Linked DNA regions of Columba livia: region 1 is linked to region 2. Evidence: chromatin contacts called from public Hi-C data. All regions are on one chromosome and are shown on one strand. Each heading gives the region's core, a stretch centred on a gene start, on an enhancer-like site or on the middle of the called end of the contact. The rest is flanking DNA. Distances are from core to core; before and after follow the strand shown. Region 1 overlaps KCNQ1 (potassium voltage-gated channel subfamily Q member 1). Region 2 overlaps KCNQ1 (potassium voltage-gated channel subfamily Q member 1).

Region 1 (5,279 bases), core at 1,063-3,562, 250 kb after region 2:
AGGAAAGCTTCAAGTATTCTACTTGAATTGCTATGTATTAGTGAAAATGAAGGCAGGAAATCCAGCCTCCTACAGTGACAGATTAATAAATTACAGTATAATTTTGAGCTGGTGAATTTATGGTTTGGTTTTTTTCTCTTCAAAAGCTGGGTTGCACCCAACTATTGAAGGGAAAAATGCCGTTTTGTCATGCCTGTCTAACTGGCATAGATCCAATGTGCTAATGATGCAGTTTTAAATTCTGCATAAGCCAAAAATGCAAACAAGAAAAGATGGCTTATGTTAGAAATTTTTGGAAATAGTTGTATGTGGAAACTGCTCTCAATTTGCAGCTGACTCAGGAGTGTCCATCTGTCCTCCTCGCTGGAGTGATAATGGAAGCAATTAGTGAATTGCCAACATAGCAAGTAACAGCCTCCCTGGTTGCATTAGCTTTGATTGATTTTCTGCAGCAGTGAGAGGCACCATGTTTCATGCCCAGAGACTCTACATCCAAGATCAGAGGTTATGGGGTTGGGAGAGCAGAAACAGTGTGATGTCTTCATTAGTCCAAGGAAAAAAGCCAAATATGCTGAACACCAGTGCTGCTCCCCCAACTGCCATTGGCATCAGCTCCTGAGACACAGGGTTGCCAAGTCTCTTGGCCGATATCTGCTGTTCTGGCAATTAGAGACATCAAGAAAGAAGGCAGGGGGAGTGAGGGAGAAGATGAAAGGAAATATAGGAGTGATGAAGTACGACAATTTTAGGGTCTGGTTCTTCAGCTAATATCAACTCACTGTGAACAGCAATGACTTCAACACTTCAACAGGATTATTTATGGATTGGATTCTTAGAAGATAGCTTGGGAGGCCATTGGTTGCTATCAAAGAAATATACAAATGGATATTTGTACATATATGTAGCCAAATGACAACCTGGGGGTGGATGGGATTATCTGAATATATAGATTAGGAAATCTCTCCACAGTTATAATGAGATTATTAACGGTACACGACAATGTCTTCATGGTGTCTAGGCGTACTTCTGTGCTCATTAGGGTGAAGACAGCATCTTTCTTCAGTTTTCTCTGCTGGTTCTTTCCACAGTACGAAGTAATGGCTCCAGCCTACAGCTGTCTGAAGCTTTTTTCTTTCTGTCCTTCCCTTACCTTGTTACTCAGCCCTTCTTAATATTTTTGAGGACGTCTATGAGATGGTTGAAACCTGCAGGAACCAGATGTTTTCAGAGCCTGACTTGTAACTGCAATATCCATATCCCTTCCTCCAAGAAAAAGGGTAATCCTGAATCAGCCCAGTTTTCACTGAAATTTGTCCCCATAACAACCACTGAAAAGAGACCTTGCTCTCACTCCCTAAAAATAAGGCATTAACACTTCTGAAGGTCTCTCTAGCATTGTAATAAGCTTAGTACATTTCAGGCCTGGAAATTATTTACAGAATTTTTATGGGAAGCCAAATACATCAATAAACACACTGCAAAGACTTACTGGGATAGCAGATTATAGGGAAACTGAGAGTGCTGAGCTTTAGAATTATGAAAATATTTTGAACTGAGCAAATGATGAATGTGATGCCCTATTATGCAGTTTAAGTTAAGGCATACATGTATTTGAGCTCATTTAATATGGTATCTTTTAATACAGCATAGTGAAAATAACCAAGTAAATAATTTTGCTTTATATAAGTGAAAGTGCTCTGTGTTCTTTTCATAGTCATGTTACCACAGCATATTATGCACTGTTGATGTAAGTATTTAAAATTTAAAAATATAATTTAAAATAAGAAAAAAAAATCTTGAAGAAACTGAAGTGCTAAAGGTTTCTTTCTAAATTTTCTATGTTATTTTAATTTAAAAGGAAAGTATTTGTTATTTTTCCTGTTAAAATTTACCCCTTACTAAAAAGCTAATAAAATCAGATTATTTCTCTCTCTCTCCACCCTCCCAACCTCCCTCCCCCCACTTCTTTCCTTTTTCCTTCACCTTCGTTCTGATGTAAGGAAAAACAGAGTGGAGAATAAGCAGCCCTCTCATTTCTAGGGCCCCCCTTCAAAAATCCAGCCTTATCTGGTTGCACTTTCTTTCACTGCATGCTGAGAAGTGAGCATGCGTTCTTTCAGCATGCGACACGGACTGGAGAAGGGGCTGGTTTCTCTGGGAGGTTTTTCTTCCTGACTGGCCCGTGCTGGGATCCAGCCAGTCTCTCCAGGGAGCCTTGTGCAGGGGGACTTGGGGGACAGACTGTGTGCCCTGGGACACACGTCGGTCTGAGCTCGCCCCGACCCTCCCTGGCTGGGGACTGAAGGGCAGCCAAGAGTATCTGAGCCGGCTGGCTCCTCGGGGATATCTCTAACCACCCTGGGATGTTTCCCATCTCCTCTCTGAGTGGGGTGATATCATCGTGTATTTGAAGATCTAAAGTGCCCTGCGTCATAACGAGAGCAGAAGTGTCCAGGAAAACTGCAGTTGGTTTTGTGGCTGGTGCTGTTTTCAAATTAGAAAAACAAGCCAAGGGCTTTTGGATAAGATGTGCATGGCAAAAGGCAATAAAGAAAACAAATGATCTTAAAAGCTAATCGCCATGCACCATTGTGATTGGGACCAAAAAATGTTAGCTAATATTTTAAATGTGAGTGAAGGGTCAACAGATGAACAGTATTGTAAACATACATGTCAGCAGGAGGGCAGAGTTGAAGATAAAATTAGAACCATGTGCTTCTCCATTTCTCATAAGGCACAGAGGTCGTGACCCCAACGGCTTAAAAGTCCCTCAACAGGGAAAAATATAATAATGTCATATGTCACGCAGGGAGATGCTGTGCTTATTAATTTTGTAAGGTACATACAATTGCTAAGAATAATGTTTTGTTCTGTGAAGGAGAGAGTCTCTTTTAAGAACATCTGGTTTTTATCAAATAAAACTACTCTTGAATCAGGTCTTAACACAATACATGGAAATACAGTTAGAACTTACAATGAACTGTAACTAATCCCACAAACTGAAGAATCAGCACAAATCACTAAATATGATATTTAGAGCAAATGAATACAGTCATCTGATTAAACTTTGGAACTGACTCATTACTGCTATTAATTCAGTCATTAAAGAGCTGTATCCAAGTTCATAACTACCCCATTTCCATCCTAATACTTGAGGAAGCTACAGGCTTTTGCTTTCTTTTCTTTTTCCCCATTAACAAATTCCAAGCATTTCTTTCCATGGTCATCCTGTGGTCATTGTGCTGGTTTTGAAGTTAGAAAGGGTGAGACCACTGCACCCAAGCCAATCCCCGTCAAGTGAAGACCAGGGTGGCAAGGTGGTGCTTTGGAGGAGAAGGCACCATTGTATATATGGCGGCTCCATGGATGGTTTAGTGGTGGCAATGGCAGCGTGCTGTTACAGAGGGGTGAACCCCTGTACCACCTACCCAGAATTCAACAGGTTCTCATGCCCAAGAAACACATACATACTCTGCAGAAATCATTCAGGAGTGATACTTCCCTGGAATACCAGACATTCATGGGTATTGTCTCTTAAAAGAAAAAAAAGAGAAAAGGTGTTTTTTAGCATTTACTGTGCATCTGCTCTTATACAACAGTGTCCTCTAGAGGAGTAAATATGGGACAGAAACAAAAAGGTCTGGAGTTTTGATCTCCACTTGGGTGATTTTTCATATCTTGGTAGAAAAATCTCTGTTGCTTTCTGCTAATGCTAAAATAAAGCACACCTTTCTCAAAGCATATCTCTGAATATAAAACAGCTGCAGCTTCTCTGGTTCTTTGAAATTCCAGAAGGTGTATTTTTGTAGTAGAGACACACCACAAAATGTCAGGGTCCTTCTGGCCTTTCCATTCCTCGGGGTACTGCAGTTCTGACTTCATTGTCTTCTCTTCCCAAGCCAGACTTCTCATCCCCTTTTCTACTTCCTGTCACTGTTCCGCTTGTTGTATTTCTTGCCTGCCAGATAGCTGTCTGTTTTATCTCCCCTGATGTGCATTTAAAAGCTGAGGCCCTGAAATGTCTGGGATGAAAATTGGCCTCAAAGGGACTGAAGTGAGGAAGGAACTGGGTGTTCTGGGATGAATCCCTGCTAAACCTGTTTTCAGCTGTTTCTCAAATGCAATTGTCGAATGCCACCTAAGCCAAAAAGACTTGTCTGTTGACGTTTTTCCAATGCCTGTGTTCATGGATCTGCAGGTCTTTTATAATAGTTTGTAACAGTATTTGAGAACATCAGGCTGGAAAGAACCACCTTCTGCCTTTGAGGCTAAACTCGCATAGTTGCAACCATGAGAGAAATGCACATTTCAGGAGTGCACAGACCTTCAGTTCCTGTAATCATAGCACATGATATAGTTATCAGCCTCTAAAAATACAGATTTACAGTGGAAGCTAAAAAGCCAGGCTATAATGTGCCATAGTAACCTAACGGGACAGATCAAGGGCATTGCATAACAAGATTGTGTGCAAAATACAACTCCCAGGTGACAAAATCACTGACAAATAACCTTTGCTTCTGAGGAAAGAGGGAAACCTAGTAGGGTACCTGTCAGTATGACCTGAAGGAAAAATGTGTGCTGTTTGTGAGTGCCAGACGGACGTGCCAACTAGACACTGAAGGGAATGTAGTGGTATGAAGCGTGAGTGTGTCTACATCTCTTACTACCAGTCTCCAATTGTTTGGCAGAGGGAGGAAAATATCAGAAACAAGGGCAGGAGGGTGAATAATTCTTTCTGGCCACCACAAAGTACGAAATCTTGAAGTTAATTTAGTATACATACACTACAAACAGAGATAGATTCTCCTTTCAAACTCCCTTGTATGTACCAATACTGAATACCTACAGCTGTGCATCAGAAATATATTTTCTGGGACTTTTTCTCTATGAATTAATCAGTCTCTTTCCTAATCCCGTCAAAATCCACCTGAAAACCATTTAGACATCTTGTCACCATGAGCCTCATGTGGAAGCAGCTTACAGAGTTTCACTCTTCAGACAGCTAAAAGCCTTTTTTCCAGCTTTAACTACATTTATTCATTACCAGTTTCTTGCAATTTAATCTTATGCTCTATGGACATAGTCATATGGGTCCATGATATCTTTTCTTTGCCTTTGCTTTATGAGGCTGAACAAGCCAACTTATCCTATTTTCCTATCACAGGATATATTCTTTCTTCCCGTAATAATCTCTCTGACCCTTCTTTGAAACATGGTTTCATCTAAAATGCTGTGATGCTTCTTAAGATATTTAGAATACGGCTATCCGGGAAACTTGA
Region 2 (4,772 bases), core at 100-2,599:
ATGTACACTTGGCCCATTTAAAATAGTGGTGTGGGAGAGCTTTTGCCATGACTCATAAAAAGAATGTGGTATATCTGTGTAAAAATTGATTTTTGAGACTACAATATTTAAACTACAGAAAAAAGCAATTCAGAGATGTATGTTCCCAGAGAGGCCATATTTTTCTTTTATTTTCATAAGCAAGGATTTTATAGTGCCAGAACACAGCAGAATGCTGTTATCTCAGCATGATCTAAGAAAATCCAAGTGCTTGATCCAAGGGGATTAAGTATTCTGCTGAACCAAGGGATATTTAGTGTGCCTGAAAAAGCTATTTTCTGGTAGGAATCTCATTTCAGTATTGATTCCAACAAAAAAAAAAAAGGAAGAGTATGTTTTTATGATGAAAGTAATGAAAGTATAAGCTCTTTCCAGCTTTCTGTTTTGAGTTCCTTTTCTACTTTAACGTACTTCTTACTGAAGAGATTAAGCAGTTATTGAACATTAAATAGACTATCAATTAAGATAAAAGGTAATAGTTTTGGGTGGTTAACATTTATGTTATTGGCATTGAAATTATTCCTACAGTGAACAGAAAGTGGCACTGAGTCTGGGCCGAAAAGAAATCTAGATTTTTTTAAAATTTTTCTTTTTTTTAGTATGAGCCCTCGGTTTTGTTTGCTGGAGTGTTTTGTGAGTATTGTAAGAAAGAAAAATACCTACGGCTTTTGATTCTGAAGATGGTCTTCACAGAAAACAAACGGTTCAAAGTGGTTCCACCGTTTATTTTTTCTGATTACCTTTCTTGGTTAAGAATGCCAAGACAGAGACTTACCATCTGGACATTGGTGCATTTTCATCCATTGGAAAAATTAAGGGGGATTAATGTCTGTAAAGGGTGCCTGGTGGTAGCTCTACAGGCTGATCTAATTTCTAGATTCTGAAGAACAACTGGAGCCGAGAAAGTGAAAAATTTGTCTCTGCAGCCTCAGCTGTGTCCCCTGGTCTGACCAAAGAGTGAGCTGGTGTAGAAGATGTGTGAATGCTGGACTTGTGTTCTTCAATCCTTTTTCTTTGCTGGAACTACAGACTGACCTGCCCAGGGACTCACTTGCTGCAGCATTTCCTCTCTGTCATTCCACTGACAGCTGAGGTTGAGAATCCCAGCTTTCATTTGAAATCAACTTCTCTACAATTTAAAGTAAAAAGCCAGATGTGAGTGATTCGAAGGCTCAGGAAACATGAACAGAAATGAAAATCGCCCTCTTCCTTTTAATTAGGTGGCAGTACAGTTAGTAGCTGGAACATGGAGCTTCCTCGGAATCTGAACCCCGCTGTTTCTCGTTGAGCTTCAGTCTGTGGTTCTGATGTTTGTAGCTGAACTGTGCTGGCAGATAACGTGAGTGCTTCTAATCTGCTTCATTGCAAAATCAGCTGCCTTGGTTTGAAATGCTGCTGGTAGTAACATCTTAACTTTTTCCAGCTGTTCGCAAAGCAATCGTCTGTCAACTCCCCTGGTCTGTACAGGAGAATTATGTGTTTAATGTAAATGTGATGTTAAAGGGATTGAATTGATTTGGTTCAGAAGGTTGTGTGAACATGCTTTTAGTCCAGCTTAAATTCTGCTTTATGTCCATTGTGAACAGGTCTGAGGGAGCCAAATCAGGAGCTTCTAAAAATGGGAATAAGATTGTCTGTTAGGGACAGCTGAACCAATTTAATGAAATGGACTTAAAACGAGCAAGAAACAAAAACAACCCACCCTGTTGTTACTGTTTGGTGTAGATGAAGTCTGAGCTGAAAAAGAATGCCAAGAAGGATCAAAGAGGTGATATGGAAGGAAAGTATGCTAAGACAAGTAAAGGAGCTGCTTTTTTTGTTGTAATGTGTGCTAAAAATCAAACACGTAGAACACAGCTCTCGCTTCACTTCAGGGTCTGCAGAGGGCAGCCTTGGACCACGCTGTGTCTGGGGCAGCTGGGTTCAGACTTTGGATGGTGTCCTAAGTAGGTAAAAAATATCTTTTGGAAAAAGCGAACTACTAATAAAGAGGTGGTTTTTCACATGGGCTTGAGGAATTTTATACGAGTAATCAACAAAGATAATTTTGGGAGAGAGGGGTGGAAGAAAAGGGCTGTGGAAATGTTGCTGCCAGAGCCAACTCTGGCCACTTTGTGGTTGTTGCTTCAAAATTCATGCTCTTTGGCCTACCTAATTTCTCATCTTCTGGATGGCTTTTAGAAAAAAGTGAAAACAGTTAAAGATTCCAGTGAAATGAATTGAACAAGTGTTTGCATGGAGGAGAAAGAAAAAGATACTGAACTTGTTTAACATACTGAGGGATTTCCAGTATGTTGTGTCCTTCCAGGTATGCTCTTACTATTGTCTTAGGTGTTTCCTTATTCAGTGGGGCAAATCAATAAGTTTATTTGGCTAAACTTCTCTAAAGTTGCCACCAAAAATTACATTCAGATGTATATGATAAGAACAAGAAGTGATTTTTATGGGTTAGAAAACTCTTTCTACATGTATTTCATACATTTCTTCTAGCAGGTTCAAAAGTTCTGGGTTTGAATTCTTATTTTAGTCTGCAGCACTGCAGTGTGCGTTCTATAAAGAAAAGCTTGCATGCAGAAAATTGGTTACTTCCATTTCTGCCTTTTCTAAGAGCTGTGAAAAAAAAGCCAACTACTCCTCTTTTGAATTTCTGTACGTGGAGTTCTGTGGTGGCATACCTGAACACTGCCATTTAAAATAAAGTCTGTAACTATGTCACTGTGTGTAAAGGAACCAGAATTTAGCATTTGTCTCAATACTATGTTGGGCTGAGATGGCTATGAAGCAGCAAGCATTACTTGGGGCTCAAACTCTGAAGACTAAGAGAGGCTTTGGGAAGAGCGACCTTCCTGAAGCTCATGGTGGAGCTGGTGACAGATTGCAGGCCAGCACGACCCACTGGTGACAGGCTGGTGCCGTCTGCTGGCTGCTTGGTTGCCTACATGATCTGTCATGGTGATCTTCTGCGCTGGCAACGTGGGGCTCCTGGCCAAAGACCGACGTGAGCACAGTGCCAAGCTGTCTTTTTGCCTTGAGCAAACTTCCCAGCTTCTCATATATGAACTGCAGTTGTGTGACAGTTTTCAGAAAACTTTGCTTTTATGTTGCATGCAGCATTGTGAAAAATAGGGGATATGTGCTCCAATTATTATTAGTTCACCTCTTCTCAAGAGCTTGTGTTTGCTCTCATAAGTCACATAGTATACCTGTGTTTTGTTCCTTTATTTTTTAGTATAGCTGCATTCCAATAAATTCCATTTAAAGGTGCATCTAAGAAAATACCCTCACTGAAAAAAGTATGTTTTGTTCACCGTTACATCTGTTCATTTCTGTCAAGCTTTACACTTAAGGGTTAAAGTTTGACTAAAATTTTTCTGAGGTGTAAATGCATATCAAACTGAGAGCATTTGCTTGGTAAACTCTAAAAGAAACATGGTAGACATATTTTTCTTTGAAAATATTTAAACTTTTCACTATTTAATATTTTAGTAAACAAGCAGAGTAATACAAATTCCATATTGGGGGGGGGAGATAAAACTGTGAAATACTGGTGGATATAGAGCCAAGCAGTGAAAAGAAAGATTTTTAAATTTAGGGTTTATCTGGATTAGTGTGTAATGCTTGCAGTGACAGGTGTTTCCTTTATGCTTTGCCCAAATGTCTGGAAAGTAGTTTGTCATTAAGTGCTACATTCAGTGTGTATCTCAATTTCAGTATAACTGGAGGGTCTACGGCTTTGTTAGGCCCTTGTTTTCACATCTGACCTTGGCCAGCTGGAGTCTATTGTTTTAAGCGTAATGTAACAGCTGACATAACATAACGGATATAAAGCTGAAAAACTGAAACAGTGCAGTGAACTGATGCAAAGAGGAAGAAAGGGAGAAGTTGGGAAGGAGGAAGAGGGGCAAAACTAGCTTCGTGATTCAAAGTGGAGGCTTGCTGGCTTGTTTTCCCGGGGGTAATCAGCTAGGAAATAATAGGATGAGTCTGTTGAAGTTCTATTTGCAATTGATTACATACGATAGACTACTGAGACAGGTCTGAGTTTGCCAGCTGTCACTAGCTGGTGGCCCCTGAATGGCTTTAAGTGGCCCTTGGTAGGCAAAACTGGAATAAACTCTGAAGGTGTGGTGTAATTGTAGTACAGAAGAGCTGGGAGCACCAATGTCTAAGAAGAAAGGAGGTTCCAGGAGTTTGTAGAGTGAAATTAAACAAGTTGAATGCATTAGGAATTTCATTTTATGATGTTGGGTTAAGTGGGTTAAATTAACTGGCCAAAAACCAAAAGCAACTGGACTTCTTAGTGGTTTTCTTGGCAATTTCTAAAGTAAGCTTCTATGAATTCATTTGCTAAAACCTTCATTATTTCATTCCTTGACTTCTGTGTTTGGTCGGGAAGCGCATCTCAGTACTGAGCACTAACTGCTGTTGGAAGGGGATTGAGTAAATGAAATGTTAGAAACTTGGCACGCCATGAAAAAAGTGACAAGAGAAGGAACAAAAAGCTATAGAGATCACCCTGTTACTGCATTTATATGTATGCCTCTTTACATATATATCTTTCTATATATAGAACCTGTTTCTATTTTTAGCAATTAGAAAAAACACTTCTCTCTGGATTTCATTTTATGGAATAGAGCCTCTGGCAACTCCACCCTACTGAGAGTTTATTCCATGGTTTAGTGAGACGGGGGGAAGTCAAGACTTTATATGCTTATATGCTGTTTTTTTTAATG

Evidence for each region. A called contact is a pair of places that touch in the nucleus more often than the background predicts.
Region 1: a Hi-C map of liver shows a contact between it and region 2, with 2.6 times the contacts expected there. The contact joins two enhancer-like sites. A contact is called at or near these places in 2 of 2 Hi-C or Micro-C datasets (crop and liver).

What each region holds. Positions count from the first base shown.
Region 1 is chr5:52,977,594-52,982,872 of bColLiv1.pat.W.v2, forward strand. All of the region lies in intron 16 of KCNQ1 (potassium voltage-gated channel subfamily Q member 1), which reads left to right. Among named protein-coding and RNA genes, the nearest start is that of CDKN1C, 83 kb to the right of the region's middle. Within about 2 kb of position 2,313, at least 2 of the 3 cell types and tissues checked have an H3K27ac peak away from gene starts, as active enhancers do.
Region 2 is chr5:52,727,597-52,732,368 of bColLiv1.pat.W.v2, forward strand. The region is part of intron 2 of KCNQ1 (potassium voltage-gated channel subfamily Q member 1); the gene reads left to right. Among named protein-coding and RNA genes, the nearest start is that of KCNQ1, 55 kb to the left of the region's middle. Within about 2 kb of position 1,350, at least 1 of the 3 cell types and tissues checked has an H3K27ac peak away from gene starts, as active enhancers do.